4 separate regions of the Zea mays genome follow, and all the other regions are linked to region 2. The links are chromatin contacts, called in public Hi-C maps. All regions are on one chromosome and are shown on one strand. The core of a region is the stretch at or near the end of the contact, and the rest is flanking DNA. Distances in the headings are between cores, read along the strand shown. Region 1 holds the start of LOC103641176 (F-box/kelch-repeat protein At1g51550). Region 2 holds the start of LOC100281971 (60S ribosomal protein L7-like). Region 3 has its middle 42 kb from the start of LOC100285526. Region 4 holds the start of LOC100285526.

Region 1 (3,175 bases), core at 105-2,604, 480 kb before region 2:
TTAGATGCCATGTAGGATGTTTTGCTTATGTGGCAAAGAAATAATTAATAGAGAGAGAATGAAGTTGTAACACTTTGGTGTTATAGCTTTTGCTGGACACCTAACAATCCAGAATTAATTTCGATCATATGGACCCACTTTCACAGACATAACATAGTATTGGATACAGTAACTTGGTATCATACATTGCAGAAGTTTCTTAAGAATTTAATACTCTTCTTATGGTGTGGCAGTTTTGGATATCAAGTAAGATACCATGGATTGGGACTAGCCTAAGCATTCTAGTGTCTTTTGAACAACAACCCTGTTGTTTTCTTAAACAGACATAAACAAAACAAACAAATCAAAGCATGAACCAGACACCTGCAACAGCAACATAAATTCTGCATATAATCTGCAAACTGTAAGCAACTTATCACCCCACCAAGTCTACTGAAGTAGTCGGCCATAGGGATCGAATTTCCCCTCGTGAATCGATTCATAGAGAAGTCAACGCACAAAACAATAATCTTTTTAACCTTAGTGAACCAAATTACTACGTAGCAAGAAGGACGTGGTGAAACAATTTGGTTGTAATTACCTCCCTCGCAGCCGCCGCCGAAGAGCACGAGCCAGCCGGCGACGAGGTTAAGTGAGTGCGACGCGCGGGGCCGCGGTGAGGCGCCCCTGGCGGGGACGCGTCGCGCGGACAGCGCGCCGAGCCTGGCGACCTCGGCGTAGACCCTCCGCCACGGCGCCTGAAGGCCGCCGCCGCGGTCGCGCCGGCGCTCGGCGAGCGCAGCGGTGGCGCGGGAGCCCCAGTCGCGGCAGCACAGCGCCTCCCAGAGCGCGTCCGAGGAGGCCCAGGCCCGGAAAACGCGGCAGGTGGCGGCGAAGGACAGCACGGCCTCGGGCGGGAGCAGACGGAGGACGGACAAGACCTGGTCGTAGCCCAGCTGCACAATAGGCGGCGACGACGACGACGACGCCGTCCCCGCCTCGTCCTCCTCCATGCGCTCACCGCCGCCGCATCCCATCGCCGGCCATGGTTGTTGCCATTTTTGCGCCCTTGCCCTCCCCCTCCCACCTACGGCAACATGCTTGATGCCTTCTTGTTCCTGGTTGACTCCTCTAGGAGGTCGCCACGGCTGCTTTGTTTCTTAGGCGGTTGGATCCTGTGACGAGCGGGTTCGATGCTAGTCTTCCCTACTTGGTTTGGATGCCATGGATGATCCTGGAACGTCAAAAAGGAAGGCGAGTGGAGGGAGCGGCTGATGTGTCGGGGACACTGGAGCCGTGGGAGCTCGAACAAGCAGGCAGCTCAGAGGAGGCGAGTGGCGGGGAGAGTGTGGTAATGCTGCGGGCTTGTGCTTGTGGTGGTGGGTTGGTGGGCTGGTGGCGATGGTCACCTGCGAAAAAAACGTATTTTAAATTTTAAAAATAAAAAACGATTATTTTTAAATGTAACTCGTCGTCTTTGTCAGACCAGGGTTCATCGTCCCGTTTTCAAAATATTTTGCGCTCAACGCCGGAAACGAAATTGTTTTCAAAATTAAATTTCTTTCTGAAAACCTGGTTCATCGTCCAAAAACCGTTATTGTATTTTTCAAAATTAAAATCCTGGTTTTCGTTTTTCTCGCTGAAAACCGCCGTTCTCGATCGGTTTTTGGTTATATCTTGCCGAGAACCGCCGCTTAACGGTCTAGGTTCGGATCCACGGGTCTAGAATAAATTAAATTTATTTTAATACTAAAATATGAATTTTTGAATAAAAATATATTTTGGACTTACCAAAATATCTAGTTTTTTATACATTTTTTTCTAGATTTTTATGATTTTTAAAATTTAAAAAATTTAAACGGAATTCTTGAAATTTGCCACCGGCCGCTGTACGACGAGAACGAGAAAAAATACCGAATTTCGTCGGTTACCGCTCGAGATTTCTAACCATGGTTAGATTGATGCGCACCTGAAGCGGTTTGACATGATATTATTATGGTGGTGGCACGTCAGCAGATTGCTAATGGGTGACATGGTTGTTTCTATCGCTGTCACTTTATGTGACGTTGTAGATGACAACAACGAGTAGTCCTTAGGCGTAAACCTGCAAACACAATTTCTGAACGGTTAGATTATGATCTAACTATAAATACAACCATAAGTTGTTAGGATTTTTTTAATAAATCTACACGAGCTGATGGTGAAAAGGTTTAAATGTTAAATATGACATATGGTTAGATCTTGATCTAACGGACAAAAAGGCTCATTTAGACACTACACCTAAGAACTACTTGCACAATAGTTGTTATCCCGGATATAGACACGTTTTGGTTTTTGTGATCTATTTGTTTATAGACTAACCACGCCACAATTTATCTAGGGTTAGTTGGCTAAATTAAAATTTTAATTTTAGACAAAAAATTAGGCACATTATAGTAAATACCTTGTTCCAAACCTCGATCAAGAGCTAATTTTGCATGGGATGGTAGCAGAGTCGTATAAGTGAAATTACTATCCTTACCTTAAAGGACCCCAACTTTGCCTAGGCTTAGTTGTCAAAGTATTTCTAGCGGCAGGGCCAGCACATAGTACCCATAGAGTGACGTCTAAACTAAGCAGAATTGTGGGGCTAAATCATTTTTAAAGAGTTCATGGAAGATATCAGATTCATGAAAAATGCACTATATGTAAACATGTTAAGATCAGATTCATGGTAAATGTGTTATATGTAAGCATGTTAAGATCAGATTCATGATTTTTGCCCCCTCGTAGGATATGACCAAGATGTTTGAGGTAGGCTTAGAGTAGGAAAATATATATGGGACAAGAAATCATTTGACGATCCGAGCCATCAATGTTGTATGAACTATGCATTTATTAATAAAAATACCAAAAGTTTCAAAGACAAATATTAAGATGAATCTGTCTAGGACCTAAAGTATCTATAATTCATCTACTATTATAAAAAAGATGAATTACTTGGTTGGGAAGAAAGGGTAACAGCCGAGTTATGGGTCGCTTGATGTGTGCTCTGGTTGATGAGTCTCTTCAGGATACAACAATCTTTGGTGATGTGACATCCCCCTTGTGATATGTATATGGAGTCTCTAGGAATAGTTGTGGTGTGGGTCGTCACCGAGGCACCGTCTTTTTAATAGAATCCTAAAAATCGACCTTTCGCTTCAAGGTGTGTAGG
Region 2 (2,822 bases), core at 178-2,677:
GGCAATTAGGTTTTTGGGGAGCGTCTACGCGACTGCCCAAAACATCTTCAACATGACAAAGGAAGCTGGCCAAGGATCTGGATCATCAGAGCGCATAGGAGGGTATGATCAGTTTATTTACTTACTGTTTTGTGTTCTGGAGATTATATATGTTTCATATATTCATCTATGTTGTTTCATATTTACGAATGATTTTATCTTATCTGTTATGTCTTATTATAATATGATAGATCTGTCTGTTTTAATTTTACAGTCATGCTATTTATGTTTCTATCTGTTTATTTTCATTTGTTCAGTCAGTATACATGTTTATCGTATTTATATGATTTATATAATTCACATGCTCTATGTTCTCTTGATTCATATTGGTATGGATCAATTTAAGATCACGATTTCTATGGTTAATTATTTATTATATGTCATCATCATAATGTTAATTTATAGAATTAAAATAATACGGAAAATGCCTATAATTCTAACAGAAATGTCAACTGCCTTATCCTAAGCCATGCTTGTTATACCTCAGTATTTCCTTAGAGGATTGTGAGTTTGTGACATGAAGGTAGGAGTTGTTCTGAACTCATGAGTGGCTGAAACAGAGCCGTGGCTTGCAACAGAGGCTCACTAAGCTTTGGGGGACAGCTACAGTCAGAAGCTAGTATTTGTGTTTGGAGAAGATGGACAGTGGCAGCGCTGCTACACCCATCGATGATAGATGATCAGAGAGAGAGAACACAGGAGCAGACCAGCAGCAGCAGCACGTACGCAACGAACAGTGGCAGCGCTGCTACACCCATCATTGTGATGTGTTTGGTTCGGTGTCAACGAGGGATGGAACGGGACCAACCCTGGGTGGACTCCGTCCCTTATTTTTTAAGGGATGACCTCATCCACTATTTTTGAAGAATATTCCTTGACTCTGACTCTGAGTCTTTAAACCAAACATGGGTCAAGTTAGAATGATCTCACCCTATCCCTCTTCTTCCTTACTCATCCATTCATCCAAACACTACCAAGTTGACCACCACCTCCTTGGCTCCTTCTTGAGCCTTCTCACCTCTTGCATGAGCTTGTCAATCTTCTTCTTCGTAATATAAAGCCACCACAAGAGGCCCAGCTCGCACAAACTTAATATTGGACTGTTGAGTTGTGAAAGGCCCAGTCAGTTTGGAAATCCGATAATTAACCCATTTCTCCAACAACTAACTGATCAGGCTTAACTTTTTAAAATTGAGAAACCTGGATCAGGCTAACTGAATCTACGCCACCCCCTAATCAAAGGTCCATCTTGCGGCCCGCAGTGGACTTCGATCTGGAACGGGCCCAAACTCGTCATTCCTTTTTATTTTCTTTCATTCCATTTCCTTCTCGCCCCCCTCCCCCCTCACTCCGTCGAATACAACAGCCCGCCAAACCACAGCCGTTCGATCCCCCAACACGAGCGGTTAGAAACCCTAGTCAAAACCCTCGCCCTCCCAAAAACTACTCACGTCTCGCCGCCCCGCCGTATCACCCTTTCTCGGCGGCCGGCCTCTTCTCTTCACGGACTCGCAGGTCATCGAGGTAATCTCGGCTGCGCCAGCATCCCCCTCCCCTCCGGCACCAAAACCATAGCGAGCGCGCGCACGTCCACGTCCACGCGATTCCGTCTCCCTCCGCGCGGATCTGAGCTGCTGCTGTTTGGCTCTCTGCGCAGATGTCGTCGGCGGAGGCGAAGGCCGCGGCGAAGGCGGTCCCGGAGTCTGTGCTGCGCAAGCGCAAGCGGGAGGAGCAGTGGGCAGCGGACAAGAAGGAGAAGGCCCTCGCAGACAGGAAGGAGGCGCTTGACAGCCGCAAGATCATATTTGCTCGCGCCAAGCAGTACGCCCAGGAGTACGACGCCCAGGTGAGCACGATCTGTGCCACCCTCTCCATCTCGCAGCTTATTGCTACTTCCTGCTCTGCCTAGCTGCGACCGCTAGGACGATGTCGCGTACGGGATCGCGTACGTTTGAAATTGGTGCGCGCATAGCAGTGTTAGTTGGAAGTGCGATTTGCTGCACTATTATTGACTGTTGTATCTATCGCCATGTCGATCGTGTCCGTTGATTTCGTGCAAGGAAAAAAGAAATTTAGTTTGCCGTGACTCGAGGAGGCCACTGTCCATGTTGGCAGCATAGCTTTTCCTTTGATGATTAAAAAAAAGGAACAATTGGATCTATACCATTAAAAGATCCAAACTTTAGATATATACCATGGACCCCACATGTCATTGACTCATGTGGACCCACATGTAAGTGAGATAGTAATGGTATGGATCCAAAGTGGTGATCTTTTAATGGTATGGATCCAAATTTCCCTAAAAAAACTATCATTGAGTGTTGCAACACTGGTTCAGTTGGGGAAAAGGATAACATTGGCAATTAGTATTTATTTTAGAATTCGCCCCTCTTTATTAAGATAGGAGTTAAGAGTATCTGTTATTACTTATTATGCATTTGCACTTGTGCAGGAGAAGGAGCTTGTGCAGCTCAAGCGTGAGGCTCGGTTGAAGGGTGGGTTCTATGTGAGCCCAGAGGCCAAGCTTCTGTTTGTGGTCCGCATCCGTGGGTATGGCTCTGTCCCAATGGTTGCTGATTCAGTTGCTATGCTCAAGTGTTGACTGTTGTCAAATGTGCTGTGTAGTATCAATGCCATGCACCCCAAGACCCGCAAGATCTTGCAGCTCCTGCGTTTGAGGCAGATCTTCAATGGTGTCTTTCTCAAGGTTAACAAGGCAACTATTAACATGCTACGGAGGGTGGAGCCATATGTTGCGTATGGGTAAGTTTGTATAAATTTAG
Region 3 (2,828 bases), core at 143-2,642, 270 kb after region 2:
TCAATTTATTGAGTATAGTAAAAAATGAATTTACATTAAAAATTCCTATAAATACTAATTGAACTTTTTCCAACACAAGCGAGGTTATTTTGACATAAACTAGTACTCTAACAATTGTAGTGCTAAATTTGTGAACATGCTTATTTGGCTAGTAGAAATCTACTTTCCATCCTACTAGTGATATTTTCTCCTTTCTTTATAAGAAGAAAATGTTAATAAAATAATTAGATAAATCATCTAAAAATCCTATATTATTCATGTGACATGAGTTCTATACCATTTCCTAAATCCATTAAAATGCACCTATAACTATAATTCTCCAAATAGTTTCTAAAGTTCCTTGTGACCAAATTTTAACTACAAAAATTCCTATCTATCTTTTTTATCACCATTTCTCGTCATATTTCTCTAATCCAAAAATCATCGCCACGAATAACATGAAATATAATGGTGTACTAACAATCGCATATCTCTACCAAAAATTCTATAACGCACATACACATAAATTGCGAATCACACGTGTTTATATTACAACAAACAAAATATACAACTCATGAATCGAATCAAAAAGTACTTTTATAAGATACACAAAATAATTTGGGTCGTCTTCAACCTTGGGTTCGTGAGTGCGACAGGGACGACTCAACAGGGTTTTGGCCGGGTGAAGAGCAGGGCTCGACTACGGACGGCGAGTGCGTGGCTCCGGCGACGAACTGCGGGCTCCGTGAACTCCGGCGACGAACGGCAACAAACGACGGCGTCGAGCAGTGTACTGGCGAGCTAGAGAGATGGGGTGAGCTTGGTAGGCAGGAGAAGGGAGAGAGGCTCTGCTGCCTTTTATAGAGAGCAGGAGGGAAGAGGGAGAGTCGGCCAGAGAGAGGGAGGGGTGGCCGGCTGTTCAATGGGCGCCGTCGGACTTCATGGCGCCATTGATGGGTCCGTTTCTTCCTCGACATCAATGGAGTGAGGGAGAGAGTAATAGGGAGGGAGTAACGGACGCGGGACATTCATGGCGCGGCTTGATGGACGTCGTGGCCGGTGCGGCTCGGGTGTTCGGTGCGCGGGCATCGCGGCGCTGTAGTCGGGCTCGGACGTCGCTCAGGTGCAGGGACCGTCGCGGCGTCGGGTCGGCTGGCGCGCGCGCACGGCTTCTGGGCCGCGGGGGTGGGTCAGCCTCGGTTGGCGTGCCTGTCGTCGCAGCCGGTCGGTGCAGGGCGCCATCGGGGCTCACGCGGGGCTCGGGACGCTCGGTCGGGCGGGCGCTGCTCGGCCGGCTCCCTGGCTGCGCGACGGTGCAGGGCTTCGGCGGTTTCAGGCGCGAGCGTGAGAGAGAGAAGAAGGGAGGAGAGAGAATAGGGGAGAGGAAGGAGTTAGCAGGGGGCGGCGGCGGCTTGGGAGAAGCCAGCCATGGGGAGGGTGCGGTGTGAGTAAAATGGGCCCCTAGTTGGGCCTTAGGGTTAGGTTAGTTTAGTTTTTTTTTCTTTTTTTTTCAAATTGCGAAATGAATTTTTAAAGAGCTCGAAATTCATAAAAAATCACCAAAACTATTTATAAATAAAATACTTGTTTTTAGACTAATAACTATTATATTATTTAATTATTATATTAATTACTAGGTTTTTCTTTAAAAAGAATTGATAATAAACATCCGATAATCAATCAAGCGCATACAAAGAAAATGATCAAAATGCAAATAAATAATTAAACACTTAAAAAATTATTATCTTAATTAACATAATAACTAAATTCATTATTTTTAGTTGATGGCTTTTGTGGTGTTACATATCACTAGAGGGTAAAAGATCTCGGCATAGAAATGAGCTCGAGCCCTGTCACCGGTCGGTTCACCGTACCCACTTGCCTGAGTGGATGTTACCATAAAGCTCGCCATTGTTCTCTATAAATGACACGTAGCTGCTTGATTCACCATAGTATCATGACTGTGGCACTCTCTCGGTCGTGCCCATAGACCAGTGAATGCATGAGCTCCACGGTAGGTCTCTGTAAGTCATTCTGCCGTGGTGATAGGATTCGCTCTCATCCAAAATTGGATCAAGTCGCGCCCCATCTCTTTAAATTGAGTGCTTCCCTCGCTCTGCCTCTCTGTTGCGCATCCAGTCCACCCACAAACACCTCCCCTCGTTCACCATAGCTTCAAGTCATCAAATTTCCTCGAGAGCCATCACTAGCGCCGCCGTGAGGAGCCCAACCATGGCCAGCCTTCATCAGGTTAGTTCATACCCATATAATCCTTGTTTTGGCATGCCTTTAGTCTCTGGTTGCTCACTATGTCGATCGGTTGAACACTACCACCGCAGAGCTCCGAGAACACAGCATCGTCGCCCTGGAACGCCGCCGTGGACACCTTGCACGCCGACCCACTCTCCCACGCCTGCTCCATCCAAATTCGTGTGCGTACCACACCTCTGGTGAGCTAGTGATACTCGTCCTACCATCAATTTAAATGCTACTGCATTCTGTTGCTCGGAAGAGACTCGTCGATGCTCTGGCTCCGCCATCGTCGCGGGCAGACAAGGTCTAAGGGCGAGACCGTCGAGTTAGTCTCGGTAACATACTTGGGGAACCTTAGGGAGTGATGTCAGTGTTCTTGCTACCATTGATGGGGGTCATGGGTGGCGAGCCTCGCGGCCGAAGCCAGGTATTCGACTGGAGTCGAGCGCGGGGGCGTGACGTTGTAAAGGAGATTGAAGGGAGGTGTCTAAGTGAAGATGTCAATGGCACATGGAATAGTGCCCGGGACTCTTTTCTGAATGTTCAAACCGTTAAGGGGGTTTACTCTAAATTGCTAGCGTGGGCACGGGAGCGTG
Region 4 (2,888 bases), core at 218-2,717, 310 kb after region 2:
AGCTAGAGTTGTTTGGTGACAAATAATAGATTTTGTTATAAAATGCATCTGTGGTTCTCAAACTAGGCATGGTGTATCACTTGGGTCCTCGGACTCTCAAAACCAGAAAAACGAGTGTTGTAACTTGGCTGGCTCATCTAAAACTAGGTTTGCTCAAACCAGATGACAACATGACGTGACACGTTGGAGCACACTAATGAAAGTTCGGGGGACCCAAGTAATACAACATGCCAAAATTCGGGGACCTAAGTGGCACAACATGGCAAGTTTGAGGACCAAAGTGACTCTAGGGTGGCACGCCACGTCGGCATCTGGTTTAAGCAAACCTAGTTTTGAATGGACTGATCAAGTTACAGTACCTGTTTTCCTGTTTTTTGGAGTTTGAGGACTCAACTGACACAACATGTCAAGTTCGAGGACCGCATATGCATTTTACTCGGAAAATATACTCCCTCTAGGTCCAAATTATAAGTCGTCCTAGACAAAGTTTGAGTCAAACTTGTAAAACTTTGACTACAAATAGGTGTTTCATTATGTAGTTTTGAAACATAATAGTCATATGCACCGATTTATCTTTAAAAGTATTTTCACAAAAGTATAAGTGTATTGAAAGTTCATTTGTATTTTAACAAAAAATTTGGACTAAACTATTTTTGTCGTGTCGTTGTCCTAATCGACTTATAATTTAGACTTTGATGGAGTATTTGCAAGTACTGTAATAATGTAATACTCCAAGGCGGTGACTAAGAAAAATCCATGGATGATCTATACTAAGGGCGTGTTTTGTCGTGGCTTTGCTCCACTACAGAGCAGCTCTACTCCAAAGCTCTAAGTGGAAAAGCTATACTCTAGAGTTTAAATAGCTTTCTCATAATCTGTGACAGTGGTGAGTAAATAACTCCAAACTCCATGTATGGATTTCTTTTTAGAGTTTTCGGAGTAGGAAAAGAGGTACTATAAGGCCCTATTTGAGATAGTTCTAGCTTTAGAAATTTGGTGGAGTTGGTAGAACAGGTCATTAGGTGCTCTAGAAAATCGTGGAGCTATATATAAATCATTTTGTTTATTATTTAGATTAAAAATATTTTTAAAACTATTTAAATTCATATTATAAATTATAATTCCACACTAGAGCTGAAACCTGTAGCCATTCTAAACACTCCTTAAAAATTTATACTACATCTCTCAAAACTCCATAGAGTTTGTAACTGTGGAGTTCAGGTGTTGGAATAGATCTGTCCAGCTCCTCATTAGAGAGTTTTGTTTTGAATCCATACCGAATACACCTTAGTCTTAACTTAGAATAAAGAGTGGTGGTAAACCGGTAGTGGTAGGGGGAAAAAAAGAGAAGCGAGGCATTGACTTTGCACAGCCCAGCAGGCAGCTCGTCGTCTAGCATTTGGTCCTCTCGTTCGCACCTCCGCCATTTCTACCTATAAAACTCACCCTCCACCTGTTTCCCACCTCACAATCCCACAACCCAAGAAGCCACAAGAAAGCAGCAGCAGCACCGCACGGACCTGACCTCCAACTACAAGCGACGATCCAGGCTCCAGAGCCCCACGCAAGGCCGGAAGGAGACAGGCAGCAGCCCGGCAGAGCAGCTAAGCCATGGCGGTGGACCTCATGTCCTGCGGCGGCGGGGCGTACGAGCAACTGGCGTTCCAGGAGGCAGCCGCGGCGGGGCTCCGCAGCCTGGAGTTGCTCGCTTCCTCGCTCTCCCCGTGCGGCGCGGGGCGGGCGGAGTCGCCGCCGCTCGGGCAGATCGCCGACCAGGCGGTGTCCCGGTTCCGGCGCGTCATCAACCTGCTGGACCGCACGGGGCACGCCCGCTTCCGCCGCGCGCCCGCCGTCGCCGCGGTGGAGCCCATAGAGACGGAGACGCCAGCGTCACAGCAGGCGGCGGCGGAGCCGCCTCATCAGGCTCAGAACAAAGCCCTGACGCTGGACTTCGCCAAGTCTGTCCCGCCGGCAGCGAACAAGAAGGCCCCGCGGGCGCCGGCCGTGTCCGCGACTTCGACCTCGTTCCTGTCGTCCGTGACCGCGGGCGGCGAAGGGAGCGTGTCCAAGGGGTGCAGCCTCGCCGCCGTGTCCTCGGGCAAGCCGCCTCTCCCGAAGCGCACGTCGCCGTGCCCCGCCGCTGCTCCGCCGGGGGCGCACCACGCCGAGTCCGGCGCTGGAGGTTGCCACTGCTCGAAGAAGAAGCGCAGCCGGCAGGGCCTGTCCCGGCGCACGGTGCGCCTACCCGCGGCCGCGGCAACGCCGGGGTCGCAGCCGCCCGGCCACGTGCCGGCGTCGTCGGACGTACCCCACGACGAGTACTCGTGGCGCAAGTACGGGCAGAAGCCCATCAAGGGGTCCCCTTACCCGCGCGGCTACTACCGGTGCAGCAGCGCCAAGGGTTGCCCCGCGCGGAAGCACGTGGAGCGCGCCGCCGACGACCCGGCCGTGCTCGTCGTCACCTACGAGGGCGACCACCGCCACGACGGCGACGGCGACGGCGACGGCGGCGTTGGCGCTGGCGCTGCCCGCTCCCGCGCGGCGTGAAGATCGTTTGCTTCCCGCCGTAGCAGTCAGTGTAGCAGCGGTAGTCAAGTCAATCGATACTAGTAGTAGACCTCTTGTTTCATTTGTTCTTCGGATTAGTGGTAGATCGAGCTTTGCTCCTGTAAAAGGAATTAAAGAGCATTTAAACTTAATCTCGCCATGAACTTTCTCCAAATCTACGTATTATTTTATCTTCTATGCATAAGCGTCAATTTCTCGGGGATTATATATATATATAATAATTGTAGGAAATATGATACACACAGATGGAATTTGGGTGGTGATTTGAAGTGGTCGCAGCAGGTTCCTTTGGCTCTCAACTCTCAAGTCAAAGAAACGGA

The links. A called contact is a pair of places that touch in the nucleus more often than the background predicts.
Region 1: a contact with region 2 is called in a Hi-C map of leaf, with 4 times the contacts expected there. The contact joins the promoter of LOC103641176 here to the promoter of LOC100281971 in region 2. A contact is called at or near these places in 7 of 25 Hi-C or Micro-C datasets (bundle sheath, ear, endosperm and 3 more).
Region 3: a Hi-C map of tassel shows a contact between it and region 2, with 4 times the contacts expected there. The contact joins the enhancer-like site here to the promoter of LOC100281971 in region 2. A contact is called at or near these places in 2 of 25 Hi-C or Micro-C datasets (ear and tassel).
Region 4: a contact with region 2 is called in a Hi-C map of ear, with 2.7 times the contacts expected there. The contact joins the promoter of LOC100285526 here to the promoter of LOC100281971 in region 2. A contact is called at or near these places in 2 of 25 Hi-C or Micro-C datasets (ear and leaf).

The regions. Positions count from the first base shown.
Region 1 is chr10:69,052,416-69,055,590 of Zm-B73-REFERENCE-NAM-5.0, forward strand. LOC103641176 (F-box/kelch-repeat protein At1g51550) reads right to left here and starts at 1,355. Exons shown (of 2, transcript XM_008664543.4): 1 at 581-1,355. The coding sequence starts at 1,016.
Region 2 is chr10:69,535,354-69,538,175 of Zm-B73-REFERENCE-NAM-5.0, forward strand. It overlaps LOC100281971 (60S ribosomal protein L7-like), which reads left to right and starts at 1,428. Exons shown (of 6, transcript NM_001154888.2): 1 at 1,428-1,563; 2 at 1,697-1,885; 3 at 2,492-2,589; 4 at 2,665-2,802. The coding sequence starts at 1,697.
Region 3 is chr10:69,800,724-69,803,551 of Zm-B73-REFERENCE-NAM-5.0, forward strand. No RefSeq gene overlaps it. Among protein-coding and RNA genes, the nearest start is that of LOC100285526, 42 kb to the right of the region's middle. Within about 2 kb of position 1,393, at least 12 of the 20 cell types and tissues checked have an H3K27ac peak or open chromatin away from gene starts, as enhancers often do. A contact at or near this core is called in ear and tassel, where this site is marked.
Region 4 is chr10:69,842,575-69,845,462 of Zm-B73-REFERENCE-NAM-5.0, forward strand. LOC100285526 reads left to right here and starts at 1,468. Exons shown (of 1, transcript NM_001158417.1): 1 at 1,468-2,722. The coding sequence starts at 1,612. The coding sequence ends at 2,547.